Regions from separate parts of the Mus musculus genome. Here region 2 is linked to region 1. The links are chromatin contacts, called in public HiChIP or PLAC-seq maps. All regions are on one chromosome and are shown on one strand. The core of a region is the stretch at or near the end of the contact, and the rest is flanking DNA. Distances in the headings are between cores, read along the strand shown.

Evidence for each region. HiChIP or PLAC-seq counts read pairs in DNA pulled down with a chosen protein or histone mark.
Region 2: a contact with region 1 is called in an H3K4me3 HiChIP or PLAC-seq map of bone marrow-derived macrophages, with 8 times the contacts expected there. The contact joins two enhancer-like sites. A contact is called at or near these places in 1 of 15 datasets of contacts at CTCF or cohesin (large pre-B cells), 2 of 484 Hi-C or Micro-C datasets (bone marrow-derived macrophages and embryonic stem cells) and 3 of 115 datasets of contacts at active chromatin or transcription factors (the 230-238 cell line, bone marrow-derived macrophages and large pre-B cells).

The regions. Positions count from the first base shown.
Region 1 is chr16:24,311,463-24,314,380 of GRCm38.p6, forward strand. No RefSeq gene overlaps it. Among named protein-coding and RNA genes, the nearest start is that of Gm38456, 17 kb to the left of the region's middle. Within about 2 kb of position 1,384, at least 51 of the 459 cell types and tissues checked have an H3K27ac peak or open chromatin away from gene starts, as enhancers often do. A contact at or near this core is called in bone marrow-derived macrophages, where this site is marked.
Region 2 is chr16:25,253,890-25,256,807 of GRCm38.p6, forward strand. No RefSeq gene overlaps it. Among named protein-coding and RNA genes, the nearest start is that of Tprg, 31 kb to the right of the region's middle. Within about 2 kb of position 1,427, at least 33 of the 459 cell types and tissues checked have an H3K27ac peak or open chromatin away from gene starts, as enhancers often do. A contact at or near this core is called in bone marrow-derived macrophages, where this site is marked.

The DNA of each region.
Region 1 (2,918 bases), core at 134-2,633:
GTTCATCAAGTCTATTTGGGGCTGTAATTGCCTCTTGTGTTTGGACATTCATTTCTCTGGACTAAGGGAAAATTTTGCTATAATTTCATCAAATAGTTTCTCTACTCTTTATTTTCTGCATGTTTCTTTTTTCTAGCCCCAGGATTCTTATGTCTGGTCTCTTGGGTCTATCTCAGAATTCTTGAATGTTGTGCCCAAGCCCATTGGTTTTTTACCTGATGTCCCAGGGAAGCATGTCTTACATCTTATTCTCCATCTGCAACATTCTTTTTTCCTTCCTGGTTGGCTTCATTGGTCACGATTCCCCCTGTACTTTTTCATTTACTCATTTGAGTATTTTGTTTTTTTCATTTCCAGCATTTCTGTTTGCTTCATTTTTCAAAATCTCAGTTTCCCTCTGAACATTCCTTATCTTCTCATTCATTTTGCTGACTTCCATTTTATGTTGCTGACGTTCAAATTGGGTCCTGGCTTCAATTTATTTGCTTGTTCATATCCTCCTTAAGGTAATTCATCGTGTTTACTAGTAAACTTTTGAAATCTTCATGCAGTGTTTCACCTGTTTTAACATCGTTTAACTCAACAGTTAAAGACTTGTGACCTTATTGGATGGATCACAGGGCTCCCAATGGAGGAGCTAGAGAAAGTACCCAAGGAGCTAAAGGGATCTGCAACCCTATAGGTGGAACATTATGAACTAACCAGTACCCCGGAGCTCTTGTCTCTAGCTGCATATGTATCAAAAGATGGCCTAGTCGGCCATCACTGGAAAGAGAGGCCCATTGGACACGCAAACTGTATATGCCCCAGTACAGGGGAATGCCAGGGCCAAAAAAATGGGAATGGGTGGGTAGGGAAGTGGGGGGGAGGGTATGGGGGACTTTTGGGATAGCATTGGAAATGTAATTGAGGAAAATATGTAATAAAAAATATTAAAAAAAAAACCTCAGAAGCAAAAAAGTCCCAATGCAAAAATAAAGTGATTATAATAGTCTATTTTAAAAGTGAAAAAAAAAAAAAAGACTTGTGACCTGGTAGAGGATTAGTGCCACCTTGCCATTTGCTAACTCTTGTACTTCTGTGATGTGATCTTTGCATTTGTTGGACATCTCAACTAGTTGGATTTGGAGATTTTCTTATTGAGGAACCTACTCTTGAGGGCTCACTCTCCAGCACCAGTCAGTGTGAGGAAAGCAAACTGTTAGAATAGCATCACAATCAAATGGTACAAGAAATAGGAATATACTTAATTAATTAATGTTCATTGACCTCACCAAGAACCATAGGTCAGACAATGGAACCACTAACGTAGATAGTGTGCTAGCCCTTCTCAGGAGCCATAGGGATGGAGCGTTGGCTGATGAGGTCATTCTTTGGCTCTGCACTCTTGGGGTATCACATCACTACTCTGGAACTCTTCCGGAGCACTTCCTCTTTCTCCTTTTGAAATATAGTGTATTTTTTTCATGTTTTGGTTTTTCCTCGCTAGGTTACATGGAGGCACTGCCTAGTCTACTATCTTCCCCGGAAGCCTTCTACATCCATTTTCATAAGACTCCCTTAACAGCCTTTAGAAGCATGATAGACAGAGCTTTATGAGTCCCTGTTCATAAAAATGCCCCCCAGATAAAGTAACTGAGGCTTTTAGACAGGGGACAACCTGGCCCCTAATCCTGATCTCAGTGGAGAGCTAGAACAATCAGAACCTATTCTGCCTCACTGGTGGCCAACATTCTCTTGGCCCATGGTCAGCCCTGATCCACCACTAGCACCAGTGAACGATGAGACACCAGGGCCTTTTTGTGAGTGAATAGGGGGCTGAGCTGTGAAATTATGACCTCATGCCCAGCATTCAGTAAAGCTACTTCTTTTTTTTTTTTTTTTTTTTAGCTACTTCTTTTTGAAACCTCTGCTATTAGTAAAACTGATTGAAGGTGACGCTGTAAAAAAAAAAATACACACCAGTAATTAAATAACAAATAAACACAACAGCTGTCATACACACTAATAGTTCACACATACTGGTTTTACTTCATCCATGGTGCTAAAACAGTGGGCATGAGACCACATGTATGCCTTCACCCTTTTCTGTTGAGCTTGTATTCAAATAGGGAAAATACAGTCTTGCAGACAAATAACTGCTCACATACAACAACAACAGCTGAAGTACAGATAGGTACAAAGTGCTCTGGAAGCCCAGAGGAGGATATGAATAAGCCTCCTTACCTCGTGATCAAGTCTGCTGCCCTCTGGGCTGGGAGCTTCCCAAGGGTAGCAGGGACTGGCATGACTCATCATGATCAAACATAACACAAGGCACATCTGAGATCACCTGCTAACGCTCACTGAATAAACTCTCCGGGAGGGGGCCAGAAAGCACCTGCAGTGCAGCTACCCTGGGCCACATCACTTCATGACCCCCTCCCGGAGAGTTTATTCAGCCAGCATTAGCAGGTGATCTCCGATGTTCCTTGCTTACTGGACTGAGTTAGCAGATCTCCTCAAGTCCACCGTCCTGTGACAAGGACCCCAGCCATCAAGGCTTTAGTTTGAGATCAGAATCAACTGGCCTGGAGGCCTCTCTCACCTGCCACAGTTATCTTGAAAGGCAGAGTGAGATCAAGGCTCTGAGATCCATGGTCACAGCAGGCCAGCTGGCAGGCCAGCTCATCCATCAGGACTCCAGCACCTCACCTTGAACAAGGAAGATAAGAGAATAAAATAACACCTGACACAGCCTTATCATCTGATAATACAACTTCAGTTTTTCCATTAAAGTAACTGAGAGCCTTAGTCCTGCACTTCGTCTGATAAAGAGATCACAGGAAACAAAGCTATTAATTTTTATCTCTGCTCTGCAATAGCAGATTTGAGTGAATTCAATATATCCAACGGGGGAAGTACTTTTTCTAACACTA
Region 2 (2,918 bases), core at 177-2,676, 940 kb after region 1:
ATGGCTGTCAGCATTGAAGCCACCGTGGAAAACTCTGAGAATCTCCTCTGAGTTCACTGATCAAATGACCCAATGCCAATTCAAATGTCAATGGAGTAGACTGAGAAGTATGCAAAAATCCGGCAAATGACAGCAAAAGCCATCTTGAGAAGCTTTACAAATGTTTGTGTGTGTGTGTGGGGGGGGGGCGGTGTAAGGAAAGGCCCAAACCGAAATGGTGAACAACAGCAGCAGCCATGTGACAGTAGACCCCAGAAAGGTGTTTTAAGCTGTACAAAGCACTGCTTGACATAAGCATCCAGGTTCAGCTGAGAACAGAACTCCTTGTTGATTGGCTGTGCTGGACTAGTCCCGGTGTGGACTAGCTTTGGCCTCAACTCAAACAAATGGTCAGTAGGGTTCTCACAAGGTGGTAGGACAGGCATGGCATGGGCAGAGATGCTGGCCTGAGTAAGGGTATCCTCTTTTATGCCTACCACACCGTGTGCTATTGCTTCTGGTATCAGAGCCCTGTGTGAACCTGAAGGCACTTGGATGTTAAGGTGAGGCAGCTACTCTAATAGCTAGTCAACTGACTTTGGAGGTTAGGAAAGTGGACTTTTGTTCCTCATTCTCTTCTCAGCCCAATTCGTGGGGGATGAGCTAAACCTTCAGGAAGTCACTTGAAGCCTGGGGGTCCTTCATTGTTGGCTTTGCTCCCCCATCTCTTTCCTTCTATGTCGTACTCAAGGTGAGGTCTAGAGGTTTTCTATCTTATCTCTTGTCTTCTTTCTTGGTTACAACCTAGTCATGGCCATACTTAATTACAAGCCGTCCTGGGAAGACATACACTGTTTAACAAACTATCTCTGTCATGGCCTGCAATATGCAGAATCAGGAGATGGAGAGAATGGAGACATTATACACATGTGGCAGGACACGACAGGATTTGCTCAGAAGCTATCAGAAGCCCCCCTGAGCAGGTGAGGCACAGAGCCAACAAGTCCGCGAGGCATCTAGAGGAGCGGTACTTTCTGATCAAATGCTTGGAAAGGGAATTATAGTGACTAATTATAATTAAAAGATGTACTTAGATTTAAATAAAAATTGATTCCAGCCACGAGAAAATGGACAAGAGAGCATCCCAGCTCTGCTCTTAAAATCATAGCAAATAGAAGCTTAGCCAGCCAGACAACTTCCAGTTTCAGTGAGTACCATGTGGTTTACTTACGCTGACAACCAAAGCCCTGAGCAGACCCTCACAATAACCCCAGGACAACAACATGGCAGAAAATTATCACTCCCGTTTTAGAAGTGGAAAAACCTATGAGGATAGAGGTTACTCAGGGCTACGCAGCAAATGAGACGAATTTGCAGCTCAAACCCACACTGTGTCTTTCCACAATTACACAGATTCTCCCCAGCACAGAGATGTTGACCACACTTCAGGAAGTTGACTCAGTTCCAGCTCTGGACAAGAGGCCAGAATCCAGCGACATTTCCCTTAATCACTGCCCTTCTGCCTCCCTGACTGTTAGAATCAGTGGCGCTCCTCCGCGTTCAGAGAGCATGTACGCATTAGCTGTCATGCAATGTGTGCAGCATCTGACAGCCCTAATATCACTGTTTGTATTATCAGACAATTACCAGCCACGCTCGTATTCATAATTTGACTAACAACTCGCGACAATGATTATTTTTTCCTTTTCTGGCAAAACAAATATAGAAGCATTTTCTTTTGAGCATCAGCGCTGATGCTTTTTGGCATTCTATCAGCTAAAGGATTTTTTTTTTTTTTCAAAAAAAAAAATGTTAGTCGTACTCCCCCACATCTCGCTAACTTTACAGTCCCCCATGGCATCTGTGTGCAGTGAACTGAGCTGTTGAGACTAAATGTAATTTGCAATCAAGCTTCTGTTAACATGGAAATGTACCGGCTGGCCTGCTGCAATATGGGTTCTCATTCTGTCTAGCATATGGTTGCATTAAATCCAGTCTCCAGAATGTCTCTTGTTACCACATTGTCAATCCGTGCAAAGCAGAGAACCCTAAAAAACCACTAAAGGAACATATTTTTGGAATTGGCGCTTCTATGGATCTTGACAAGAGCTGTCCAAAGACATACTTGGTTACTTGAAGTGAACCAGCCCTGTCAGATCCATGAACACATACATACTGACACACCGCAAACTTGAAACTTGGTTGGATGGGCTGTAGTCACAAGCATAGGGATTCCACTGGAGGACAAAGGGGAGGTGATGAACTCAGCTCCATTAATTACTATGTAATCCTTTTCTTACTATTTCAATATTCTAGGAATCTCAGAGTAGTTAGAGTTGGACGGGGCCTGAGCAGTCTTTGTGGCTAGTAGCATAGGCTCTAGATTAGATAGGCCTATGTTTGAACCTTACATCTCATCGCTCATAGTTTAGTGATTTTGGACACTTGAAAGTTTTTGTGCCTGAGTTCCATCACTTATGAAATGGAGGGGAAGCTGGACTCTCATCACAGCTGAGAGTATTTTGGACTATTAATGACTCAAGCACTGTGCTTACCTCTATAAGTGATGACCATTTGAGCAAAGTCTTCCTCGACATCTCCACTCTGAGATCAGGTGCCTCTGTATTTCTCACAGTATCTCTTTCTGTTTGCTCACATTTTCTTTCTTGTTTTGCTACCCTCTGGTGTCCAGGATCTCTGGCCATTCTAAGGTGATCTGCTCATAACTAAAACGTTTGTGTTTGACTTGGCAGGACCTGTAGGTTTAATCTGCTGCTCTCTTCCAGGGACTTGCTTGCCCTGTGGTCTTTTATGAGACAATGTTGATCCCCACAGCAGGCTGACGTGTACTTGATGATGTCTGGGCTGCACTTGACACTGCAGCCCAGGCTGAGCATGGTGTCATGATGCTGTGATACAGCCTCGTCCTATGGGGTAAG